Regions from separate parts of the Oryzias latipes genome. Here region 2 is linked to region 1. Evidence: chromatin contacts called from public Hi-C data. All regions are on one chromosome and are shown on one strand. Each heading gives the region's core, a stretch centred on a gene start, on an enhancer-like site or on the middle of the called end of the contact. The rest is flanking DNA. Distances are from core to core; before and after follow the strand shown. Region 1 holds the start of en2 (engrailed homeobox 2). Region 2 holds the start of nom1 (nucleolar MIF4G domain-containing protein 1).

Region 1 (5,383 bases), core at 1,976-4,475:
AGTACTCCACAGCACTGAGCGCTGGTGACGTATAACACAATCCTACCGAGAAAATACAGAAAAAATAGGTTATAGGAACTCAAGGACAGAGCACATGCGCACTGTGCATACGATGGGTTTCCAGGAGCAGGAGAAAGGGAGGGGGGACAGGGCTATAAGTGAATATAAAATAGAGACTGCACAGAAATCTGATGTATACAAGCAGAATAAAACTGCTTTTGATATAAACAAATAAATACAAAATTAGGCAAATTATTATATGTATTTATTGACTTTAAAATGCAATAATGAAAATGTATAAAAAAAAACTTGTTTTAAGCTTTTTATTCTGTGATCTATAACAACGCCTGACTATGATTTTGTGAAACAAAGACGAGGCCTCTGCTCCACGTACCATGATTTCTCGTAAATGATTTTGCAGAAACAGCTGCACGGATGTTTCAGCAGTGATTCATGTGTGAAACGGCGATGCTCAGATTAAGCAAAAATAAGAAAAAACACCTTTGAAAGGAGCTGCGCCAGTTTTGGAAAAGCAGATTTTGCACATTTGTCATTAAAAATTGTTTTTGTTCATTTTACCAGAGTAAACCAATATTACTCAAACCGTTTAGCTCACAAATAGGCGATAGGGATAAATACATGAAAATGAAAGGTAGGAAAAATAAAATAATTTTTAAAATGGGTTTATTCGGTGCAAGGGGACCAACAAACTGAAAAACCGACTTTTGCGAATTTAACTGAGAGGCTTAAGTGAAAAATGTCATGATTACACTAAAATAACAACACGATCTGTCACAACGATGCTTAAAGTTCAAGAAAAGGAAATGAGAAAGAGTTTATTTACCAGTTTAATAATATTTAGCTTTAACTTTTAAACAAAGTGCAAACAAATATTTATTAACAGAAAAGTAAATCATTGAGAAATGTATCAATGCAACTAGTAATAATAAGAATCGCAATGATGGATTTACTATAAATAAAACCTAGAGTGAGCAGACACTAAAAAAAGATTGCTTACCTAAAAATAAATAACTGTTTTATCAAAAAAGCTTCATTCAAGTAAAAGTTTTATTTAAAAACTTCTGAATCTTTGTTTAAAAGTGTTTGTTTTTTTCTTAATTTATAATAAGAATTTACAAAGGTCAAGAAAAAAAAACCTGTATTAGGGCTTAAATGCAAATTGGTTGGGGCATTGAAATCTGCAGTTTTTCGCAGTGCACAAAGGTTTTTGTTCCAATTCAGAGTTTGAAATGGTGTCATTTCCTCCAGACATCCCCGTGTTGCTGTGAGGTTAGAGGCCAAGCCCAGGCGGTAGCGGCCTGTCTGTGGCTCCATTGTCTGCTGCTTATTTGGCGCTGAACATTAATCTGCACTTCCCCTCACATACGAGAAACAATCGCAGCATGAGAGAGGCCTGTCTAATTACATCTTTCACTCTCAACTTTCCCTGCGTGGATTGGAGACTCTGTCATGGGGCACATTTGCAGCAGAAGCGGCGAACGTGTTTTCCAGTTTGGAATCAAGAAAAAAGGAAGCTAAAATTCCTCCAGATTGGCCTAACCGTGCAGCATCTGTGCGAGGTCCCACACAAACACAGACTCACTGAAATTACAGACAAATACACCTGACGCGAGCGTGTCGATTATAAGTGAAAACTACAGCATCTCACGTTTTAATACTTGGATAAAACACCATGGTTTAATCTAAATTAGTTTTGTTTATTACCATGGATACACGTTTCATTTCTGCGTAAAAATAAGCAGTCAAACAAATGTCATTAAAATGAATGGATACTAGCCCTGTGTTCCAAAAAACAGTTAAATAACTAAACAATGATTTGTATCTTAAGCAGAAATTTTAAGAAAAGTTAAAAAAGGATCATTGTTTTTCCAACAAACTGAAACACGGAGAAGCTCCTCACTGACTTTGTCTGTGCTTTGCTCTTCCTCATCCTCGCATCCCTGCTTCACTCACGCGCAGTCCTGGTTCAAACGTCGGTGGAGAACCGGCTCAGCCACCGGCGGCGCCCTGGGAGAACAACTGCAAACTTTACTCTGGTCAGTAAAGTTACTCAAAGTTTTGTCTTTGCCGCGACTCTGGGTCGGGAGCGGCGCGCACAAAACAGTTTGTTTGCATCACTGATTTCTTTTAAAGGGATACGGACCCAGTTCTGGGTCGAGCGCAGCGTCACGACAGGCAAACAGCAGAACATGGGAAGACTCATCACGCTTCCCTGCGCCTTTGAAATCACACAAGAAGGACTCTCGGGCTGTCACCTTTCATTTCTGATGAATTTTACTACCAACTAAAAGACAGAAGCGGAGTCCAGAATGAACAGAAATATTCAAATGCGTAAACGACGTGCTGTTCCATAAGAAAACAGAGACGTTTTAGATGATTAAACAGAAAAAAAATGCTTAAGTAGTTTAAAATTGAAGCTTTGACGTGCCAATTTGTCGTTTTCTTACAGAAAAAGACAATTTCAAGTTGAGCTCTGTTTGCATCTTGTGTGTGTATTTAATGTAGTGCGTAATCCACATCCAGTAAGCTTTTCATTTATATCCAAGATCATATTTTTTTTATTTGCGTAATTTTCAAATCCTGGATTTCCACAATAGGTCATTTGACGTAAAACATTTATTCCTTTAGGTAAAGGTGTTTTCAGTCTTAATTGGGCTAACGTGAACCACGTGCACCCACTAGAAATACATTTTTTGAATATTTTGTTTTAAAACTATGTTGCGGTGCATTTAAATGCGCTGAAATGTGTTTTTTCTTCTCTCATCGGGAATGCCTGCCCTGTAAGCAAGGAACCCCGGGGGTCCTTGCGGTTCACTTTGACAACCGATGCTTCAATCACCTATTGTTTTACGCGCACTGATGCGCACTGCGCTTCCAAACTCTCAAATAAATAAAATAAAACATGTCACCGTTTCTCAAATGCAGATGAAATATTGGGAGTAGCCTGTGTAGGAGCATGCACTGGATTTAAATTAGACTTCCTCTCCCATAGTCCGGGACTCTTTCTCTTTACAAGGGAAGGATGGGCGTTTGTGGACTGCTCCAGAGTCTGCGTCATGTGGCTTGGTTTCTGGCATGCTATTGGTCTAAGGCACGTGTCTGGGAGGACGGTGGGAGAGCGTCACTTAGGGGGCTCGTATTGAAAATAAGAACAAAACTCCAGAGTGAGAGTATTAGAGCATCAGTTTAGGAGCCTCTTTATTTACCCCTAGTTTAGTTTAGGTGTAGGCTTTACTGGGCACGCTGAAATCCAGTGGCAGTGAATCTGTTGGTGCGCAAATGGCAGATGCTTTAGCTGAGAGCTTTCAGTTGTAACCCGAGAGTGAGGGAATATATGTCTAAAATTATGCTTTTCTCAAAGGACACGGCCGCAAGACTTTGCATGGTGTCCAGGGCACTGCGTATTCTTTGAGGTTGTATTTATTTCTTCAACCAGTGCTGGTTTTCTTTTTGGGCAATCCCATTTCCCCGAAGTTCTGCGCGAATCTTATTGCAGCGGAGGGAGCGATAAAGGGGTTAACGCGAGTAAAGCGGGGAAAGTGAATCAGTATGGAAGAAAATGATCGCGGCAGCAGAGATGTGGTGGAGCGGCAGGAGTCGGCAGACGAATCCAACAGAGCCATCCTTCCCCTCCTGCAGGCGCCGGGGAACCTGCAGATTCCTCACCGAGTCACCAATTTTTTCATCGACAACATCCTGCGGCCGGATTTTGGACGGAGAAAGGACGCAGGCGCAAACCGCGAGGAGAGCCTCGCGTCGCGGGAGAACAACCACAACAGCCCCGCCGCACCCCAGACCGAGCCTGTGGGGAGCACCGTTCCAGCAGAGGGGACCTCCACTCCACACACAGTCACCGGCGCAAAGAAGCCCACTATATCCGCCGAGGAGCCACTGCAACCCCTGGGGGAGAGTGGAGACCAGTGCCTAAGCTCAGACTCAGACAGTTCCCAAGCCAGCTCGAACCCATCCGCTTCGGCGCAGCCCATGCTGTGGCCAGCGTGGGTCTACTGCACCAGATACTCGGACCGGCCTTCTTCAGGTTGGTGGCATGCGTTTTTACAACCCCGCACTCACGCTAACCTGAAATACCCCGTAACACTGACCCCGGATGGCTTGACCGATTTTCCAATGGCAGAGTGAAGCAGGCAGCGCGCATTAGCGCCGACCGAACATTCACAAAAACGAATCCATTTCACGCAAAAATAAATAAATAAAAATACAAGCAATCAGTAATCATTTAATGCATGACAAAAGAGACACAAAAATTTACCTTTAAAGTGTAAAATTAAAACAATAACAACGGTAACGTTTTAATTATCAAAGGATAAAACAGTTTAACCAATTATTATTATAAGTCAAACTATATTAAATAACAAATTCTTAAGGTTTTTTGCCGGAATGTTCAACAGAAAGACATAAGAGGAAAGTTATGCATGCAGTAAACAGTATAAGGCGTCTATAAAATCGTATTTGTTGTTGGAGCTGCACAAGTAGTGCGTAAAAATACACAAAAATGTTCTAACTGACCAACATTAAGTGATAAGAATTCATTCTATTTTGAAAGAAAACCAGCGCAGACTCAGCGTATTAAAGCAAGGCCGAGTGTTTTTCTTTCAAAAAGTGGAGTACAACTTGTTCCTATGCATTATGTAACCATATGGAAAGGCGTGTACCTTCACTACTACGAGTTGTAAAGCTGCCGAACACTGATTCATGAACTTCTGGCCGAATTTTAGCAGCTTCGGCCGTGTTTTAGCGCACTGTTTTGAATAGATTCAACACGCGGCACTGACACAGCTCCATCGAACAGGCCTCCATCCAGTTGGAAAATTAATGTGTCTGTAATGTGAGCTGCTCAGATTCTGTTCACGTTTGTTCATTGAGGAGCTTTTCAAGTGGCGTACAAAGGGGGGAAAATGCAAAGCAGCAGCTCTGCAATCGAACCAGTTTTAGGACGAACTTTGCAGGACAGAGGCTTTAGGCTGCGTCAGCGGTGCTTCTACGCTGTAATTGACTAGTATTGCTTCAGATGGTGGCGGTGAGTGTGCAGCCTGCATGTGTGCAGCGTGCATGTATGTGAGCTGCGTGCATGTGTGCAGAGCAACAGGGAAGCATGCATGCTTTGGTTTTTGTTTTTTTGCTCGTTTTTCTTGGAGTAGCAAGATTTGTTTCATGATTTAATTTATTTACGCGGGTTTATGAATAATGACAGCAAAAAATATACTTTTCATTTGGTATTTGATTGGAAAAAAAATAGGGACATGGACACGTGGTGTTTTGTTTTCCTTTTTTTTTAGATTTTGGAGGATTTGTAGTTCTAGATGATATGGTTTTTTTTTTTGTTTGTTTTTTTAAAACATCT
Region 2 (4,680 bases), core at 1,040-3,539, 180 kb after region 1:
ACAGTCAATGCAGCAGTAAACCTTGTTATTGATAACACTGTTCTGAGGAAAAAGTCACATTTAGATAAAAATATGCATGGATATTGGGAAGACACCAACTCTAACAATTTGCAAACGATCTTAATTGGTTTGCTGTAGTTTTCTTAAACCTATGACAGATAAACTCCAAAGTATTTGTTGTTCTAACCTTTGGAAAGTTCATGCAAGTAACTGCTATGTCCCAAATATTCCAATAAAATGATTTAATAGAAGGAGGTTTCACAAACTAAAAAAGTGTGCATCACAATGTTATGATAAAAAAGAAATGCAATTCTGATGGAACAGACCTTTCATATTCAGAGAAACATGTCAAAGCAAAGTGACAACATGCAGAGGCATCCTTGAATTTTGTTCAAATGACTAGTTGAGCCACATTTTTTTTTTTAAATGTCATGCTACCTAGACTATTTTCCCACAGCAGGGTACTTTTAGAGTAGTTTTTGACAAACTTGCCAGGAAACATTATAAGAAATATTGACACCGTAGAAAACACAGGTTTCCAGATTTAACATCCATCAAAACAAGTGTAACATCTTGTGACTGAAACATGTTGACCAGCTTTGACTCAGCACTACCACAGAAGTAACATCAGACAGAAAACCATCCTTATGATGGTTCTCCTAATCATTAATGTTAGACGATACACTCACATTACAACTTGGTGCAGAGGGATTATGTAAAGCAAGCTGATATGGGATACAGGCCTCAGACGCAGCTATAGACACTCGGGACAAAATGTGCAAGCCAAACCTGGGATGTTGAGGTCGCCAATGAAATAGTAGATAGTGAATCTATGTATTTGTCAAGAACTCTTTTTAAAATAATTTTATGAGAATTAGAGTTCTCAACAGTTATTTTAAGGAAGAACAGTTAAATAACACACTTAAATGTGTAGACCCCATTTCTCAATATTAAATCAAATTAAGGTTAAAATTTATAAGATAATTTAACTGGAATTATAATTCAACAGGATTCAATTAAACCATGTATTCATTTATCTACTTCTAAAACCATTTTGTTAAATCTAAAATGGTTTAAATTGAAAAAGATTTCATTATCATTAAGGTAATTATAAAATATTATGTAGAAAAAAAATGCAAATGCCATTTTTGCTTGAAAAATGACAAAATAAAACCATTTTAAAACTAATTAATTTGATAAAACCAACTTAACTGTTAATTTCAAACTAATTATAAGTCCTTCCGATTCAGTGAAAACATGGAGGTGGCATTTTCAAAGTAAATATTGGTCAGCCTGATCCTTTTTTATTTCAAACCCAGCCCTTTGTCCCTTTCAAACAAGCTTATCCGGTTATGCTCAGGTCAAAAATAATTACCCACGTATTGATGCACTTATATCCATTGGTGCAGGAATGAATTGTAAATAGCTGCACAATAATAACCAAAATATTTGTGTGCATTCAGGAACATAACATTTAACATGTGCTGCTTTTCAGTCTAAATTTGTCAGTCCCAGACAAACAGGGATGTATTATTTTTGCTTAAAGTATTTTTTTAAAACGATATACATAGAAATAAAATAAAATCACATTGATTAAACACTGATATTAGCAAAGACTAAGATTTGAGTGCTCAAAAATAAAAACAGATGAATAAAATCTTTATTCTTTTCTAATTCACTTTCTATAAGTTGGATTCTTGACACATAAATAAATTACGTAGGAATTAACTAAAAGTCGTTTTTCTTTCTAGTACCTCCTCCGTATTAAGGTGCTAAGCTAGCAGCAGCTAACGCAGTGTTGCGAACACAAGTGTTTTATTAGAAATCTGTTAATGTTTTCTGTATTCAAATTACAAACAGTGCTATTGTTAATTAGAAAATAAAAGTTGGATTCATGGTTTCTAATGTGATTGCAATAATTACGATTATTTAGTGCCTAAGTCAGGACTAAAGACGTTAGCCAGCTAGCTATATAGCCAGCTAGCCTTGGCTTGCAGTTCCGTTACTTACGATATACTCTCGAACTTGGCTATGAAAATTCTGCTCTCTGATGGTAACATCGTCTTCTTCCATTCTTCATATTGCAAATACGAAGAAAAAAAAGCGACACGCCCTCTACATCACGGTTCGCGCGACTGGCAACACCTTCCAAAATCTCCAGCTGCTCCTCTCCTCGGCATAAACAGCCCAGTGACAGTTAAAAGCGAAGTACAAGCCGCTCCTTTACAAATACAAACCGCCCCCAAATAAACGCCGTCACCAGCAGGGGGCGGGCTTCCGGTGTGCCCCGGAAGCAGATTGTCACGTGTCCATAGGTCATATCAACAACAGCGTCCGCATGTGCTGTTTAGGTAATAAAAAGAAAATAGATGATTAAAAAAAGTATTAATATAGCAATTGTGGATGCCAAGTTTTCTATTTAAGAGAGCTGAAATATTTTATGGAATGACCCACTTTGAGTTAAATTTGTAAAAATGAAAGGCAAAATTAGGCAGAAAATGAAGAAAAAGAAGGCGAATCCAGTGCTACAAAAGTACATGACGACCGTGGATGATTTCGTTAAAAGTCAAAGTGGTCCAGACGAAGTCGGGAGCAGAAATGAGCTGAGGTTTGTGAAAAAGAAAAGCAGAAAAGAACTACGCAAAGAGAAGCGAAAAATGAAGAAAGCCCGAATGAAGAGTCACTACGAAGGCAAGAAGAAGAGTCCCTGTTTAACCCCCAACGATGGCAAGAGCACAACGAAAACAGAAAATCCGGATAAAAAGACGGATAAAAGTAAGGATGTGTCAAAGGCTGCCTCTGTGGATAAAGACAAATCTAAAAAAAAGGAATCCACCAAAAAAGGGAAACAAGTCAACAGACTGAAAGAGTCAAGACAGATGGCGCTGTTGGAGGCAAATGAACAAGAGGACAGAGAAATAAAGAAGCTAGAGCGGTTTCTTGGGCTGAACAAGAGGAAAAACAAGAAGACTCTTCCTCAGTCTTTTGTGACTGATGGGCTAGATTACATCCTGGGTGTTCTCGACTCTGGTTCCGCGGCTGCAGGAATGTACAGAGGTGATGATGATGATGACGACATGGAGATGGCCAAAGAGAACTTCGAAAAACTTGAAGAGAGCGACACTCAGCAGTCAGAAGAAGATGAAAAAGCTGAAGATGAGATGGCCAGTGAAGTGAGCGAAAATGATGATGATGATGATGATGATGATAAAGAGGAGGATGACATGGAGGAAGATGAGGAGGAGGATGTAAGGGAAGGCAGTGATGAGCTGATGGAAAGTGATGCTGCAGATGAAGAAAACAAAGAAGAATCAGAGGATGAAGATCAGAGTGATGAAAAAGCTCCTCCCAGCTTAAAGTCAGAAGCTGTAAGTTCAGATGCTTAGAATTCCTAGTTTTACCAAACGCTGAGACGTGCATTTATTTATGAATGATGTTCTCCTAATGTTAAGGTCACCACTGAACCTGGAAAGTACGTTCCACCTCAGCTGCGTAACGCTGGAGATGATAAACGCAAAGCTGAGCTGGAAAAGCTCCGAAGGAATATCAAAGGCCTCTTGAACAGGTAGCAGTTCTTCTATATGTTTATAAAGTTATATACATTTTTTTGGATTGTCAACTTGTAATCTTCAATCTGTTTTCTTTAACCATCTGAATTCAGCCCTTCTTGGAAAACTATATTTGACCCAAATCCTGATATGACCTGTATTTAAAAGAAAGTTTAATACATTTGATTTCTGTAAAACGGTTCTATACCATTCAATGTGTGATCACATCGTGTATACAATTATATTTTATTCTGATTGCAGAATAAAATAAATTAGCTTGTAAGGAAAATGAGCTTTAATGAAATTTCTTGAAAGGTTTGGATGAAGTCCTAAGAAGCCTTTATCAGACATTTTAAGATTTGCTATAAACCCCATTGAATAACTGGTTGGATTTTAGTCCAGGGATCATTTCCACCTCAAAACCGCAGAACCTGTAAAACTAAACTCAAGAAATAATTTCTTTTACAATCCAGCCCAGTTAGTGGCAAAGATGACTTGTATATGCTTTATGTTCAAGACAGAAAATCTTATAGCTTAATTCTATATTGAATTGTTTTTGTTGGTTTGTCTTGATAAATTCAATCTATGTGAGGTTTGTCTGCGCTAGTAGCAAAAAGTCTGAGTTACCAGAAACAAATCCGCATACATAACCTGTATGTAATCGTGTAGTATATCAGAAGCATCAATTGTGTTGAATTTTCATTTTCAAGATCTGAGAAAATCACCTTACTAGAAAGGCTTAAGTCCAGTTATGCTAAAATGTAGATTTTCTCATTTTTTGGGCGGTTTCCACAAATGAATGTTTTCGTTTGATGTTTTCAGGCTAAGTGAGCCAAACATGGGCTTCGTCTGCAGTCAGTTGAATGAGCTGTTTATGAACTACAGCAGGAAAGACATGAATGACACTCTGACAGAGGTGCTGCTTGCAGCCTGTGTGACGCCGACTTTGATGCCAGATCGCCTGGTAACGGAGCATGTGCTGCTCGTCAGCATCCTCCATCACTCTGTGGGACTAGAGGTAAGGTTATATCTGCTGTGTGAAGCTTCTGAAAAATGCAAAAACAGAATTGTATTTGGTTTAATTAAGTTACATTAGCTTATTGTGGGACTTGCAGACATCTTGTGTTTTATT

The links. Hi-C and Micro-C count contacts between places; a contact is called where the count stands out from the background.
Region 2: a contact with region 1 is called in a Hi-C map of embryo, with 2.3 times the contacts expected there. The contact joins the promoter of nom1 here to the promoter of en2 in region 1. A contact is called at or near these places in 3 of 5 Hi-C or Micro-C datasets (embryo and gastrula embryo).

Annotation. Positions count from the first base shown.
Region 1 is chr20:19,456,305-19,461,687 of ASM223467v1, forward strand. en2 (engrailed homeobox 2) reads left to right here and starts at 3,226. Exons shown (of 5, transcript NM_001104744.1): 1 at 3,226-3,776; 2 at 3,778-3,781; 3 at 3,783-3,995; 4 at 3,997-4,060. The coding sequence starts at 3,571. LOC105356694 (a long non-coding RNA gene) reads right to left here. Exons shown (of 5, transcript XR_002292592.2): 5 at 1-42.
Region 2 is chr20:19,632,259-19,636,938 of ASM223467v1, forward strand. nom1 (nucleolar MIF4G domain-containing protein 1) reads left to right here and starts at 2,290. Exons shown (of 11, transcript XM_004081114.3): 1 at 2,290-3,368; 2 at 3,453-3,565; 3 at 4,371-4,566. The coding sequence starts at 2,475. lmbr1 (limb region 1 protein homolog) reads right to left here and starts at 2,208. Exons shown (of 17, transcript XM_023949893.1): 1 at 2,011-2,208. The coding sequence starts at 2,073.